Linked DNA regions of Mus musculus: region 2 is linked to region 1. A link is a contact called in public promoter capture Hi-C data. All regions are on one chromosome and are shown on one strand. Each heading gives the region's core, a stretch centred on a gene start, on an enhancer-like site or on the middle of the called end of the contact. The rest is flanking DNA. Distances are from core to core; before and after follow the strand shown. Region 1 overlaps Wscd2 (WSC domain containing 2). Region 2 holds the start of Ficd (FIC domain containing).

Evidence for each region. Promoter capture Hi-C pulls out the DNA fragments that hold promoters and counts their contacts.
Region 2: a contact with region 1 is called in a promoter capture Hi-C map of hippocampal neurons, with 5 times the contacts expected there. The contact joins the promoter of Ficd here to the enhancer-like site in region 1. A contact is called at or near these places in 3 of 39 promoter capture datasets (embryonic stem cells and hippocampal neurons), 1 of 15 datasets of contacts at CTCF or cohesin (embryonic stem cells), 2 of 484 Hi-C or Micro-C datasets (bone marrow-derived macrophages and embryonic fibroblasts) and 5 of 115 datasets of contacts at active chromatin or transcription factors (cardiomyocytes, embryonic basal ganglia, embryonic midbrain and 2 more).

What each region holds. Positions count from the first base shown.
Region 1 is chr5:113,510,318-113,518,132 of GRCm38.p6, forward strand. The region is part of intron 1 of Wscd2 (WSC domain containing 2); the gene reads left to right. It overlaps Gm52822 (a long non-coding RNA gene), which reads right to left. Exons shown (of 3, transcript XR_003955974.1): 3 at 4,436-7,815. Among named protein-coding and RNA genes, the nearest start is that of Wscd2, 24 kb to the left of the region's middle. Within about 2 kb of position 3,539, at least 9 of the 459 cell types and tissues checked have an H3K27ac peak or open chromatin away from gene starts, as enhancers often do. A contact at or near this core is called in hippocampal neurons, where this site is marked.
Region 2 is chr5:113,732,828-113,740,642 of GRCm38.p6, forward strand. It overlaps Ficd (FIC domain containing), which reads left to right and starts at 2,955. Exons shown (of 3, transcript NM_001010825.3): 1 at 2,955-3,222; 2 at 3,994-4,345; 3 at 5,240-7,780. The coding sequence starts at 4,045. The coding sequence ends at 6,315.

The sequences.
Region 1 (7,815 bases), core at 2,289-4,788:
CAAGATAACACTTCTCTTTTCCTGAGACTGGGTTGGCTTCCCCTGAGGTCCAACCAGTTCTTTCCAGCAAGTTTCTGCCTTCTCCCCCTGCCACCGCCCCCCTCCCCCCCTTGCCTGGGACAGAAGGAGAACTGAGCTTGATAAGAGGGCCACAGATCCCGTCGTGACGTCACAGCCCTCCTGGGTCTGTCTCAAGGCAGCCAGGAGGCTTTGGCGCTTCACAATGAGGGCATTTAGTAGACCCCTCATCCCCTGGGACGTTGGAGAAAACTGAGGAAGAGGAGAAAGAAGAAAGACAGAAATCAGACCCAGAAACCTCCCCATGGAGGGAGACAGGCTGGCAGCCTTGGAGGCAGTCGGCTCCAGTTTCAGAGAATTTCAGCAAATGCCCTCCATGACTCGGTTTCCCCATGGGCAGTCGATAGGGACATGGCCAAGGAATGACAAAGTTGGAGCCCTGTCCAGCTCCAGGCAAGGCTCCAACCTGAGCAGGGCAGGGTGGAGAGGCAGGAGAACAAGGGCCCAGTGTGTACCTGGCTCGCTCAGAGACTTGAATACAAGAGTGCCATGCTCCACAGCCTCCAGCCGGGCTCCCGGGGTGATCAGAAAGCCACTAAGTGGCCAGAGGCTGAAGCCTGACAGCCACGACGCTGCAGAGTGACCCGGGGTGGACCGTGTGCAGAACGGGCCAAGGAGTAAGAAGGATGTGCCCTGTGGCTGATGGAATTGGCCTCAGGGCAAAGAGGACACCCAAGACTTATCCAGGTATCCATGGAAACCCAAAGGTGGAGACTTGAGCTTCCTTTCCCTGGCTGTGACTGTGAGTGGCCCTGGAGACAGCTGGGGTGTAAGACACGGGTGGCTGGAAGTATAACATCTAGCGGTGTGAGGTGAGGAGTGCCGCATCTGTGTGAGGTGGGTTCCTGACAGACCTCAGCTGTGTCACAGCCTGTGACACACTCGAGAATTTGCTAGCTTAGCGCCTCTGACAGGCAACTTAATTCCTGTGCCTCAGTTTCCCCATATTGTAAAGGGAATCTGCGCAAGTGTTCACCCCAGAGGATTGTTCTGAAAAATCTTGAGAAATGAACACAGGACAGGTCTAGAGGAGAGCTAACTCTGCTATGGTGTAAGAGAAGCAGGGGCTTTCTGACTTTGTCTTAAGAAGCTCCATCTTGGTGTGTGTCAGCGAGCAACTCAAGTTGAGGACACAGGCTGTGGTGACCACAGCCTGAGTCCCCGGGCTCCTCTCTCGCAACATCCCAGGTAGAACTGAGGTAGCAATACCTCTGCCCTTTTTGTTCTTGACCTCACACAAGAGACTGTGAGTTTTGGGGTATGTTTGGAGGATCTGTTTTCGGGGGGGGGGGTGCTAGCACAGCAGCTGAGAGCTTGCATGGAGGGTAGAGATATTGCAAGGACTGGCCCAGCATCCCAGAGTCAGACACAGGGAGGGGGGAGGGGCAGGAGGGGTTGCTGCTTTTTCCATTCTAAGCTTGCCAAGTCAAAGGGCAAACGTGGGGGGAAAGGACCCTGTGCCTTGGTAGAAGGGCTTGGCTGAGCCCAGTGGCCCTACAGAGAGTGGAGCTGGGTGGGGGTGGGGGTGGGGGTGGGGGCGAGCCAAGTCCTGAGCTTCTTCAAGCTACCCTGGGGGAGCACTAGAGATGTGGGGAGCACTTGAGATGTGGGGAGCACTGGAGATGTGGGGCGTACAAGAGCCATGGAGAGTAGGGAACACGCTGCTGTGGTCCCCACAGACCACCCCAGGCAGACAGCAGGACAGAGGACAAGAGATAGTCTGTGAGACTGGCCAAAGTTACAAGCCTGAGAAAGGATGTGAGGGCTCCTGTCTGTACCCTGCATGCGGCAGCGGCTGTCCTCATCCAGGTACAGCCAGGACATGGACGGCAGGTGGGCCAGAGGCCTTGAAGTACTGAGTGTTCCCCGAGAGTACTGGCGGTGTGTCCCTCTCAGCAGCCATCTCCCACTCTGCCTTAGAACAGCCACAGGGACGAATGTGCCCTAAGGCCAAAATGGAACCTGTTCGGCTAACATCAAGTTCTGGGTCACATCAACACGCTGGAGACACTCAAAGCATTGGGTGTTCTCCATCCTCACGAAGCTGCCCACATTCCTGGGCCTGCTGCCCCTTCCTTGTCCAGAGCTGGCACCCGCCACACCCAGGTCTCAGGTCATCCTCGTCCTCGACGCTGGTGTCCTTGCCTGCCTCTCTCTCTCTTGTGGTGCCATCCTGTCGCCCACGTGACCCAGACCAACCAGCTTCTCATCTCAAGGCCTACCAATCACATCACAGTCCTAGGATGGGAACTAGGATGTGGGCGTGTGCGCCCCCCCCCCCAATAAGAAGCACTGGTATGCTCTCTGGAGGGAGGAGACTTCCAGTGTGCAGTACCAGCGTGCTCCCCCTGCTGCAGGAGGAGGGAGGCCCTGCAGGGGTCCTGTTTGATGTCCCACCCCCTGCCTCATCTGCTCAGTAGGCCTCAGCCAAAACTCATTACTTTCCAGGCCTCAGTTTCCCCGTTTGCATAAGGACAGTTCTGGCATTCACTCTAGTGCACATGTGACTTGCGACTTCGCTGGTAGCTTGTTAGGACCGGGCTCAGAGGGTAGTGACAGCCTTGGAAGATAGCCAATATGCAGGGCTCGCCTCACCCCCTAACCAGAGCTACCCGTGGATCTCGTTGCTCCTCACACACATCGTGGCTTTCAGGGAGGAGCTGGGTTTTATTCAGGGTTTTAATCAGCCTTGTAGCCATGTGCCAATCTCCAATCTTACAACAAGGACTTAGTTATGATCTGGTTGTTGAGTGAGTGACTGATCGGGCAAAGAACGGATGATATAATTCCCCTGATAATCCAGGAGGTTGATGCTCGGGAAACGCCAACCCCCATCACCCTGGATCTCTCAGCAAACTTGTGAGCCAGATAGAGCTGGATTCGAATCTCAGCCCTACCATTTATGAGCTGTGTGGCCTTGAGCTGGTTGCTTCGCCTCTTTGAGCGTTAGGTGTCTTATGTGTTCACTGGAGATGACAAAAATACTGACTTGAGAAGTGTTTGGTTAGGCTTAAATGAGATGAGACATGCGAATTGTTTGTTTAAGAATTGTTGTGAGATGATACATGTGAAGTGGTTGGTTCTGTTTAAATGAGATGATGCATACGAAGTGTTTAGGTTTAAATGAGATGATACATGTGAAGTGTTTGGTCAGGCTTACGTGAGGTTATCCATGCAAAGACCAGTACCTGACACAGAGCTGCACAAGTATTCGTTAGATGTGCTTTTATTGTTATTATTGGCCCTTCACCCCCATTGACCAAGGAGGCCATTCTGGAGGTGTGTGGGGAACTGTCATGGACGCCTGTATGAAGCAGTTCCCCCCCCCCCACACACACACACACAGGCCCCATTCTGTCCCAGCTGAATTTCCTTTCTGTAGCAGCTCAACTGCTCAGACGCCGCACATTGAAAGTGTTTTCCCGAAGGCTCGCCAAAACTAAAAATTTCGTGTGAGCAGAAAATAGTCTTTTTTTTTTTTTAATTTGGTTTTGCATCGTGTGGTAGTCAGATGGGAAGAAAAGAGAGCTAGACGTGTTGGTTTGCCAAGGAGAGGAGGGGGCTGGGCTGAGAAGCTTGGGGGAGGGGCACCTCCCCTCCCATGTGCCTCTTGACCATGGGGTCACCTGGAAGGAACACACTGAGTGGTTCTCCTGTGGGTGACAGAAAACCCCAGCTTAGCCTATGGCAGTAGTGAGGCCAAGAACACCCACAGTGTTTCTAAAGAGGCTTGGAGGACAGTCCCATCTCTTATCTGCTCACTTCCCTGTGAGCTGGACCCCGCACTTTCAGGAATGGCATGTGGTGGCTGGGTTTCAGAGGAGCCTTTTGAAGAACCGGTTGGAACCTGGCCCAGTCTCTGTAGGAAGCAGGACTGCACAGAGGCAGACGGGCGTGGGTGTGTAAGGTGTGTGGAATCCATCCCAACCCCCAAATGCAGCTGTCCCTCAGGCCCCAGGATTTCTGAACACACACATACACACACACACACACACACACACACCTCAAACCCAACATGGAATCCTCGCAGAAGATGCTTAATTCTCCCTCCTGTGGGTGCGGTAAGGTGTCCCTAGGGACACACCTGTCCACAGGGTCCTCAGCACCCACAACTCCATCTCTGTGAGGCAGGGGACCTTCTGCATAGCTGGTGTTTGTTGGGGGCACTAAGCGTCTGATATCCCTCCAGGCGCTGTGGGAGTTTGAACAATCATATCTTCCCCTTGCCCCTCCCGCATGAGACCCTCCTCCTGGAGAGTGAGTTAGCAAATGGAGAAGAGGCTGGTGTCCTGGTTGTTTTTTTTTTTTTTTTTTTTTTTTTTTTTTTGTCAACTTGACACAAGCTAGGGTCATCCGGGGAGAGAAGCCTCGATAGAGAAAATATCAGGTTGGCCTGTGCAGAAGTCTGTAGGGTGTTTTCTTGGTTGATGATTGACTGTTGGTGTGGGTGGGCGTGGTGCCCCACCCACCCCGCCCACTGTGGGTGGAGCATCCCTGGGCTGGTAGCCCTGGGTTCTATAAGAAAGCAGGCTGAGCAAGCCAGTAAGCAGCATCCCTCCATGGCCTCTGCATCAGCTCCTGCCTCCAGGTTCCTGTCCTGATCTGTTTGCTTTTGGTCATGGTCTTTATCATAGCAATGGACAGAGTGTGGCCTTGCTGTAGCGGCTCCTTCTGGCTTACTCGGGGTGTTTATCATTTTCTGCACAGGGCTAGACTTGACTTTGGGGAAAGCTTTCTGTCTAGAAAAAAAAAAGTGAGCAGAAAGTAGAGCATTCCTGCTGGGCTTCAGGTCCTCGGGAATCCTATTGGAGCAGCTTAGTGGCGATGTATGTATTACTGAGGCCTGTGGCTGGCTGAGGGCTCCCTCTTGTACAGTCTTCAATGGTGACAACTGCCAGGCACAATAAAGAACTCACTCCGTTCCTCAGACTCTGTCCCCATTGTTCATCCCCTTGCTGTGTGAGCCCCTTGCAACCACAGAGATTTCTCCCATCTACATAGTGTACCTTTGATTTCTTTAAAAATGTTTATTTATTTATTATATATAAGTACACTGTAGCTGTCTTCTAACACTTTTTCTTCTCTCTCTGGCCCCTATTGTTTCCACCCAAAGATAGATAGATAGATTTATTTATTTATTTATCTATTTATTATATGTAAGTACACTGTAGCTGTCTTCAGACACACCAGAAGAGTGTGTCAGATCTCATTACAGGTGGTTGTGAGCCACTATGTGGTTGCAAAGTTGGAACTCAGGACCTCTGGAAGAGCAGTCAGTCCTCTTACCGGCTAAGCCATCTCTCCAGCCCCTGAAGGTCATTCTTGTTTCTGCCTAAATGTCATAGTCTGGCCACCTGCTTGAAATTATAAAGAGTGACAGATATGGGGGGGGGCTATCATAGGAGCAAATCCCCTGGAATTCAGGGGCAGCTCATTTGAGGTCACTCAACCACCCAGCCATGGTGCTATCCTGGACTCCCCTGGGCTCTCTGACCAGCTGTGCTCTGGCTTCCAAGGCTGCCTGCCCCCAAACCCCTCCTGAGGCTGCTGTGCTCTGGGTCAATAATTTATGCTAACACTGCGCCTCACCCCACTGACCCCCTTCTTGGAGTAAGGCAGAGAACTGGACACCCAGAGATTAAATTGCACACCTTAGGGCACTAGTGCCCCGGGGGAGGGAGCAGGGTGCTCCAGGCCAGAGCACAAAGGCAGTAGCCCTTCAAGGAGCTGCTGGATCGTTGGACTCGGGCTCTTCCTCTGTCCTGACTGACACTGTTGTTTAACCCACATAGTTACTGAATATCTGTGAGCTTAGATCTGGAGATGGCACCCATCCTGCCTGTGGGGACACCAGGCAGCAACTGACTTTCCTTCCTTGCATTTTTGTGTCTCACCTGCAAGCTGCCCTGACCCTCTGCCAGCCCCTGCTGTTGTGTTCTGTGCAGTGCCACCAACCTTCCTCCTGAGCCTCCCGGGCATGAGATCACACCTCGACAGGCTGTGTGGGGGACAAGTGAAGCCCTCCAGGCTAAATGTTGTCTGTAACTTTACACCATTCAGGGTGGTTTTCCCAGTGGGTTCTCTTCTCTAGATTCCCCCATTCAGCCCTTCTGTATCTCTGGCTTTGTGATGATCCCAGCCGGGTCCTATTAACTCTTTTGGTCCTCATACCCTGTTGGGAAAGAACCCACGCTTGTCTTGAAAAAGTCAGATATAGATGGGCGTGGCTAAGCACAAGCTCCCCACACGAAGCTGCCTCTGCCCAGTGCAGCCCCAATGGAACAGGTTTCTGTTGTACCGTCTCTGCTCCCCGCCTCCACCAGTCCACAAGAGAGTAAGCGCTCAGCAAACACTGAGCCACAATGCTCCCACCACTAGGGTCACATGAACGGCAGGACTCGGTCTCCAGGCCCGGAGGGTCCCTGAAGCATCCCTCAATGGGAAAGGCAGCTGTGGGAGGTGGGCCTGTTGACAATGCGGGCTTTTCTCCCTGGTGACATTTTTTCCAGCATAAAACCACCCCGGGCTAGAGACACAGTCCAAGGACTTGGCACCGCTGGGTCTGTTATTGACAGCACAGGCCTCTGGGGTTCCTCATGTGCTCGGATAAAGACATTTGCCCAGCCGGACTCGGCCGGCTGTGTGAGAGCTGAGGCCTGCTCCTTTCAGCTTCAGATTTAACCTTGTGGCTTGGCTGGTCTGGATAAAGACTTGCTATCGGGGAGCCCTCTGAACTGAACGTGAGTGTGAGCTGCTTCCAGGACGCAAAATGACAGTGAGTCCTGATGGTGTGTGGCGGGGAATGGGAACAGTGCTGCTGGAGTGGGCGGGGCTGGAGTGGAGTGGGCGGGGCTGGGACTCTGCAGAGCCCAGTGGCTGGACAGACAGAGCTGCTTCTGGATCGCAGCCCTCTGTGGTTATGTGTGATATGAGACAGACATGGTGTGATGTGACTGTTGGGATGTGGCATGATATGATACGAATGATGTGATTTGATTGGTGTCCTGTGAGCAGTGATGTGTGACATGCATGTGACATATGGTTTGATCCACAATACAAAGCAATTCTAACCCTCCTCAGCTTCTGATGGGATCGCATCCCCGTCAACTCCAGCATGAGCCCAAAGCAGGACTGTGATGATGCTCTGAGTGCCTGATTCTACAGGACACCCCAGCTCAGATGCACACCTCTGTGTAGCCTGTGAGTTTCCCCCCTCAACACCATGGGGCAGGCTGGCCTTATAGCTTGCTACCACTGCCCAGTAGCAGGAGAGAGGCCTGAGCTACATAGCCACAGCCTGGGGGAAAAGTCCCCACAGAGGACATGTAATTTCCATGCAAGCCCTCCACGCTTTGGTAAATAGGAGCATCAGAAGTCAGATCGCCTTAAAGCTACAGCCCTCTGTAGACTACTGTGTGTGACTCTGCCCACCATAGTATAGTGAGTGCCTGCTGGCTTCCCTGGTGGAGACCGACAGACCAGAGAGATAGTGCAGACCTGGAGGCTCCTCAGCTCAGTCTCAGCAGCAGTACGGCCTCATTGGCATTTCTCAGAGGGAGCTTCAGTTTCCTGACTTATAAGGTGGGGATGTAACCCAGGAGGGCAGTGCCTGCAGCGAGCGGGCAGTTAGATAGCACAGGGGTGGCTGATGATACCCAGTCTTGATGTAACCATGATGCACAGCTGGGTCTATGACTTTGGATGAAGTCTTCCCCTCCCTGAACCTCAGTTTACCTG
Region 2 (7,815 bases), core at 1,705-4,204, 220 kb after region 1:
TTATGTTAGCCTCCCAGGAAGCCTTGGAGAGAGGAGGGCCCTACACATGGCAATTTTATGTCTGAGTGCCAAAAACTTCAGAGGGTAAGTGACTTGCCCGGGGTAGTGGCCCTGTGTGTGAATGGCCATCAGTCTAGCCTGAGATCCCCTTGTCTTCTGTGACAGCAACTCCACCTTCACACACTGGTTGCCTCCTCTGTGAAAGGCTTTTACAATGAAATGACCACTTAGGGTGTCTGAATGACATCTTAGAGATTGCTCAGAGAACATTGAAGACCCTTGATCAAGGGTTAAACATAAGATCCTCTGTGCGGGCCTGTGCTGTGCCGTCCTGACACAGGCTAGAGCAGTGGTTCTCAACCTCCCTAATGCAATCACTACAAGTAATGACTATTCCTGGTTGTCAACTTGATTATATCTGGAATGAACTACAATCCAGAATTGGAGGGCTCACCTGTTATCCGAATCTTGAGACTGGGAGACACAAGTTTCTAGATCTTGGGGTGGCAATCTTGAGGCATAGTGGCCATGAAAAGCTTAGGCTCTGGGGCTGGAGAGATGGCTCAGCGGTTAAGAGCACTGACCGATCTTCCAGAGGTCCTGACTTCAATTCCAGCGACCACATGATGGCTCACAACCATCTGTAATGAGATCTGATGCCTTCTTCTGGGTGTGTCTGAAGACAGCAACAGTGTACTCATATACATAAGATAAATAAATGAATCTTAAAAAAGAGGGCCAGGCATGGTGGCGCACGCCTTTAATCCCAGCACTCGGGAGGCAGAGGCAAGCAGATTTCTGAATTCGAGGCCAACCTGGTCTACAAAGTGAGTTCCAGGACAGCCAGGGCTGTACAGAGAAACCCTGTCTCCAAAAGCCAAAAAAAGAAAAAAGAAAAGGAAAGAAAGAAAGGAAGGAAGGAAGGAAGGAAGGAAGGAAGAAAGAAAGAAAGAAAGAAAGAAAGAAAGAAAGAAAGAAAGAAAGAAAGAAAGAAAAAAAAAAAAAAAAAAAAAAAAGCTTGGGCCCAGGCAAGGCCTTTAATCCCAGGAGACTGAGGCAAGGAGATCTCTGAGTTCAAAGTCAGCCTGGGCCAAAGCAAGTCCCAGATCCAGGCGTGGCGGTACACACCTTTAATCTGGGCCACACCTTTGCTGGAGACCTACATAAGGACATTGGAAGAAGGAAGATTCGCTCTTCTTCCCCTGCGTGCACTTACTTGCTGGCACATCTGTTGGAACCTACTTCTACAGAAGACCAGCTGAAAACACCCAGCCTCGTGCAACTGAGCAACTACCGGATCCTTGGACTTCCCACTCACAGCTGACTATTGTTGGAGAGTTGGGCTACAGACTGTAAGTCATCATAACAAATTCCCTTACTATATAGAGACTACCGAAAAGTTCTGTGACTCTAGAGAACCCTGACTAACATACTACATTATAAAATTATATTTAAACATAGTTTCCTCATGCTGTGGTGACCCCCAACTATAAAATTATTTCATTACTACTTCATAGCCATACGCTTGCTACTGTGATGAATCGTAATGTAATGTAAATAGCTAATATGAGAGCCCTGTGGGGTCATGGCCCACAGGTTGAGAATCACCGCACTAGCGTTATCTGGAGGGAAAGGAACTTCAATTGAGAACAATGTTTCCATAAGATCCAACTGTAGGGCATTTTCTTAATTAATGATTGATGGGGGAAGGCCCCGCCCATTGTGGGTGGAGCCATCCCTGGGCTGGTCAGGGGGTTCTATAAGAAAGCAGGCTGAAACCGGATTTGGTGGTATATGCCTCTAATCCCAGCACTCAGAAGGCAGAGGCAGAGGCGGGAGGTTGGGGCTAGCCTGGCCTATACAGTGAGTCCCAGACCAATTTAAGCTACCTGCAGGTGACAGATCAGTAAAGTAGATTGACACCACCAAGTCAGTCTGCTAGTGGCAGAGCTGGGATGCGAACCCAGGGCTGTGTGGCTCCATGAAAAGAGTCCCAAATCCAGAACCTGAGGGCTAAGGCAGGTAGGAGCCAAACTTGGTGACCTGCGTTCAATCCACAAACCCATATGGTAGAAGGAGAAAGCCCAGGTTTGCAAACTGATCTCTGTGCACGTGCGCGCACACGAACTTTTTTTTTTTTTTTTAATTAAGAGATGTGAGCTGTTGTCCCATTCTGCCGTTGAGAAAACTGATCCAAGATCACAAGAGACTGAGGGCAAAAATCTGAATCTGTGGGCCGTCTGACTCCAGAGTGTGCCCAGTAACCTCTCAAAGCAGGCCCTGGGAGCTTCCGGTTCAATATTTGTGGGTTGAGATGGGAGCCCTGCCCTCTGCACCAAAGAAAACTTAATTTGGTAAACAAAAAGCCATAGCCAGCCGCTCCAGAGAATGCAAACTAAAAAAGGTCAGGAGGGCATGTTGGCTCAAAATGACCCGGGTTGAATACTAAGCCAGCTCGGGCTACACAGTAAGTCCCGACCAACCTGGGCTACACCGTGAATTAATTCCTAGCCAGGCCTGGTCTACACGGTGCGAAGCCATCTCAAAAACAAAAGTAGATTAGAGAGGACAAGAAAGGGGGTAAAGAAAAGGGACAAACGGTGAAACCGGGACTAAGAAGTGGGAAACGTTTGGTGATGTGGCTACTGCCATTGCACACCAGAGAAACTGAAGCACACAGAGCCTAGGTGGAGGCCCAGGAAGGTAGCAGATGCTGGGACGGGAAAACAGGACGCAAATGCTCGCCCTAGCCGGTGGCCTCGACCCCGCCCCATGCACACAAGCGACAGCCAATGGAAGCGGCACACGGCGCGCCTTTCCCGGGGGGATGCTCTAGCTAGCTCTAGAACCCGGAAGCGCGGCGGATGGACAAGTCGAGACAGCCAATCCGCCGCGGCAAGGGCGGCCGTCCGTCCAATGGCGAGGCGACGGGAGCGGGGCGAGGTGGTGGGGGCGGGGCCTGCGACCGCGGCTGCGGGGAACGGCCGCGCGGGTTTGGATGCTGGAGGCGGGCACGAGCCCTGGGCCGGTTCGTAGCGGGAGCTCGCGGCAGCCTCATTCCACCCCCCACCCCACCCCCCGCTTCGGGAGTAAGCCGAAGTCTGCTGGGCTCGAGCCGCTGCACAGGCCGCGCGAAGTGATGACGTGGCGGGTCAGGCCCCGGAGCTCCGGCGCCGCCTGTCAGAACGGCGTCATCCCTCATCTGTAAACCGGGAGCTACAGGTAGCTTGCTCGCTCTTCGCAAGGGGGCTGACAGCGTGCAAGGCTGGCCGGCAGCGCAGTGTCCGGCACACCATAGTTGCCCAATAAATGCTTATTGTTGGCAAGATGGCATTTGCATACCTGATCCCTCGCTCCCCCCCCCCATCCCCCGCCAGCCCCCAAGCTTGTGTTCGCCCTCGCTGAGGTAGGGCATCATCACCCACTGTTGTTGGCCAGGCCTTGGGTTTCCCTGTCTATGATGGACAAGCCAGGGAAGGAAGGGCAGAAGGGACACAACATTGGTCACCGAGGCTGTCGGTATTCATATGGTAACATCAGGACACCAGACATTTGTCCTTATCGAAGATTGTGGTGTGTGTCCAGGGGCGTATGCAGGAGTTACAGCCCAAACACTAGGTGTCCTGTGGCAATAGTCGCTTGTGGTGGACTAGTGGACTAAGAGGGGGGCTGAAAAGTCCCCGACTTCACTTTTCTGAGTTCTGATTGCATCTCCTCTGGGGAGGGCGGTGTGGAAACATCACCTCCTGGGGTTGTAGGCTGAGATTATGAAAGTTAATATATATAAATGCATTAGAGTCCTATCACTCTACCCCGGAGGAGCTATGGGTTAGGATGAATCTTCCCAGGCTGGCCCTGCACCATGAGACCCCTCCCCCATTTCCGTGGTCCCTAATGAATTAGAAAGTGTGACGATTCTGTGTCTGGTCTCTCCATCTGGGAACGGGTCCACTCCCACTGCCTCATTCTTTTACAATGCTTGGTTCCTTGCAGGGTCCAGCTTTTCCTCTGTGTCGAGTGCTCTGGGCCCAGCCCTCAGTCCAGATGATACTCATGCCAATGGCGTCGGTGGTGGCAGTGGCCGAACCCAAATGGGTCTCCGTCTGGGGCCGTTTCCTGTGGATGGCGCTGCTGAGCATGGCTCTGGGGTCGCTGCTGGCTCTGCTGCTGCCGCTGGGAGTTGTGGAAGAGCATTGCCTGGCTGTGCTCAGAGGTTTCCACCTGCTCAGGAGCAAACTGGACAGGGCACAGCCTGTGGTCCCCAAGTGCACCAGCCTATGCACAGAGCTCAGTGTCTCCTCCAGGGATGCAGGGCTGCTGACAGTCAAGACTACGGCGTCTCCAGGTGAGTGTGCTGGCCAACTTGGTTGGCCTTGTCAGTTTGTGTGTGTGTAAGCATGAGGGCGTCCCAGTGAATGAGACAGTCCGGAACTCCAGTCTGATGAGTGACTGAGAACGGGTGTCCCAGCATTTGGAGGGAGACACACAAAGGGTGGGCCCTGAGCTGCACCTCAGATCTACATGGGGGTGGTTCAAGGAAGAGCACCTGAGAACAGTGCTCCCTCTGGCCAGAAACCACTGGGGATGGGACTGGAGAGCGGTCCAGGAACTCAGGGAAGCTGAGTGTGGGTGGGTGCTCACCCTCGAAGCACAGAGCTCAGTGCAAAGCATGCCCCGTGTGCACAGTGAGTGTTACAGCAGCCTACCTGGATGCCAGCGGCACACTGTCCCCAGGGGTGACAACCACACATCACCACAATGGAATCACATCATTAGAAGCAGGGGCATAGCTCTGATAGCACCTGTCTGGTATGCATGCACAAGGGCCCAGGGTTCCAGTCCCCAGCACTGCCAGAAAACAGAAATTGTCCAGGCATGGGAAGGGCCAGGGATAGCTGAGGGCGAGGTGTTGGCACCCCCAGGCCTGAAGGAGAGGGTCTCAAGAGATAAGAGCCACCTGTCCACAGGGAAGGTGGGCCACCCAGTGCAGCCATACTGTAGGGCAAGCACAGGGATAGCAAATGCCCAGACTGTCTACGCCCGGGCAGAAGATAGTTGGCAGGGGACCTCCCAATGTAGAGTGGCCTAGGACACAGGACAGCAACCAGCATTCCAGCTGTGGAGAGCAGCAGTAGTCGGGGCCTGAGTCACAGAAGCCACATGGCTATGGTAGTGTCCCTGGGAGGCCTGTACAGGGACAGCCCACCCTGCTCATCAGGCCTCTCTGGCTCTCTTCCAGCAGGGAAGCTGGAAGCCAAGGCCGCCCTAAACCAAGCCCTGGAGATGAAGCGTCAAGGCAAGAGAGGGAAAGCCCACAAGCTCTTCCTGCACGCCCTCAAGATGGACCCCGGCTTTGTAGACGCACTGAATGAGTTCGGCATCTTCTCCGAAGAAGACAAGGACATCATCCAGGCTGACTACTTATACACCAGGGCCCTGACCATCTCGCCCTTCCACGAGAAAGCCCTGGTCAACCGGGATCGGACACTGCCCCTCGTGGAGGAAATCGACCAGAGGTACTTCAGCGTCATCGACAGCAAAGTGAAGAAGGTCATGTCCATCCCAAAGGGGAGCTCAGCGCTGCGCAGGGTCATGGAGGAGACCTACTACCACCACATCTACCACACGGTGGCCATCGAGGGCAACACCCTCACCCTCTCGGAGATCAGGCACATCCTGGAGACCCGCTACGCCGTGCCAGGGAAGAGCCTGGAAGAGCAGAACGAGGTGATCGGCATGCACGCGGCCATGAAGTACATCAACACCACCCTGGTCTCCCGCATCGGGTCTGTCACCATGGACGACATGCTGGAGATCCACAGGAGGGTACTGGGGTATGTGGATCCAGTGGAGGCGGGCAGGTTCCGGAGGACCCAGGTCCTGGTGGGCCACCACATCCCACCCCACCCCCGGGATGTGGAGAAGCAGATGCAGGAGTTCACACAGTGGCTCAATTCAGAGGACGCCATGAACCTGCACCCAGTCGAGTTCGCGGCCCTGGCCCATTACAAACTGGTGTACATCCACCCTTTCATCGACGGCAACGGGAGGACCTCCCGTCTGCTGATGAACCTGATTTTGATGCAGGCGGGATACCCGCCCATCACCATCCGCAAGGAGCAGAGGTCCGAGTACTACCATGTACTGGAAGTCGCCAACGAGGGTGACGTGCGGCCTTTCATCCGCTTCATAGCCAAGTGTACGGAGGTCACACTGGACACGTTGCTCCTTGCCACCACCGAGTACTCGGTGGCACTGCCAGAAGCCCAGCCCAACCATTCTGGGTTCAAGGAGACGCTCCCTGTGAGGCCCTAACCGCCAGCCCTCCCTTGGCATCCAGAGAAGGCCTTTCTAGAAACAGTTCTCCCCTGGTAGCAAAAGGAAACCCTTAAACATTCTTTACCTCCAGATGTTTTTCAGTTGAGAAAGAAAACTAAATTATTAAGCCTGTCTTCAGGATAATTTATAGTTCAGCCAAGTTATTTATTTAATTTTTTTTTCTTACTTTTTTGGTGAGCTAGCAGCGACCGAGTGGTGCTGCGACCACAACACCTGTGGTGATCCCGGAACCCAGTAGGGCAGCAGTGCTTTTCTAATGTCCTGAGCCTGGGTGTCTAGACAGACTTTGCACGAAGGGCAGAGGCAGAGAGATCTGTGAGACGGAACTCAGGGCCACGGTGATCACTCGGGTGCCTTGGAGGTCCTGAGACCTCAGAAGGCTGCAACCTTGGGCAGAACCTGCCCTGTGCTAAGGTGGGGTTTTATTCCTGAGAGGCTGTGGCAGCAGCTTCTACTGGCAGCCCAGCCCTTTGCCAGTAGGAGGTTGCAGATTTCCGAAGACCCTCTGAGCTATTAACTTGCTAACCTGAGTGGCAGGGGATAGCGCTTCCCTGCCCAGACTGTTCTAAGGGTGGAGGGCAGGCAGAAGGGCTTTCCCTTATCTTTGCCCTATACTTCACTTGCATCAACTGAGGCTAGCCAAGCCAACCTACCCCCTCACTCCACAGAGCAGGTCTGCCTTCACCTCCCACTCAGTCTTCTGAGGACACGGGAGGTGACGCTTGGCGGGAGAATACTACCCAGCATGCACCACACACAAGGCACCTGCCCTAACATTACAAAAGGGTGTATCTGAGAAACCGCATCAACCCCAAATAAGCAGTTCTGATAAAAGACTGAAAACGGGCAAACACCTGTGACCACGACCCAGCCTTTCCCCCTTTGTCTTATGCTTTGAAACCCTCTTCCCATCTGATGCCATCACAGGGTCCAGTGTCCCCACTGCCTTGGAGTGGCCTTCTTCTAGTAACTTGTAAAGTGATGGATGGTGTCACATCTGATAGATACATTTCCAAGTTGTCATCTTAGGAAAAATAAACTTTTTTTCAATCATATTTATGGCTAATGCCGATTTGACTGCTGCTATTTAGAGTCATAATGGCTACGTCACTGGATTTTGTTCTGAGACAGCCTACAGTGTCCCAGCGCACTGCACTTTTTGTTTGAATTGGAAACTCATACCAGCCACCAAACGATGGTATCCAGCGTTTAGAAAGATACTCTGACAGTTTTCTGACAGACTGAGAAAAAAAACAGATGTGTGCGTGCAGCACCGTCAACAGCTCTGCAGGACGCGGCCCCCAGCTCCTGGCTCTTCTCTGCACACCAAGTCTCATGGGAGGCTCACTTTGTCCTGTAGTGAGAACCTGCACTTTAGCTACATGTGGAAAATATTATTTTAACAAATTCCTGGTTCTAATAAAGTATTTTATTACAAACATTGCGTTGTCTCATCCAGGACTTCCACCACCATGC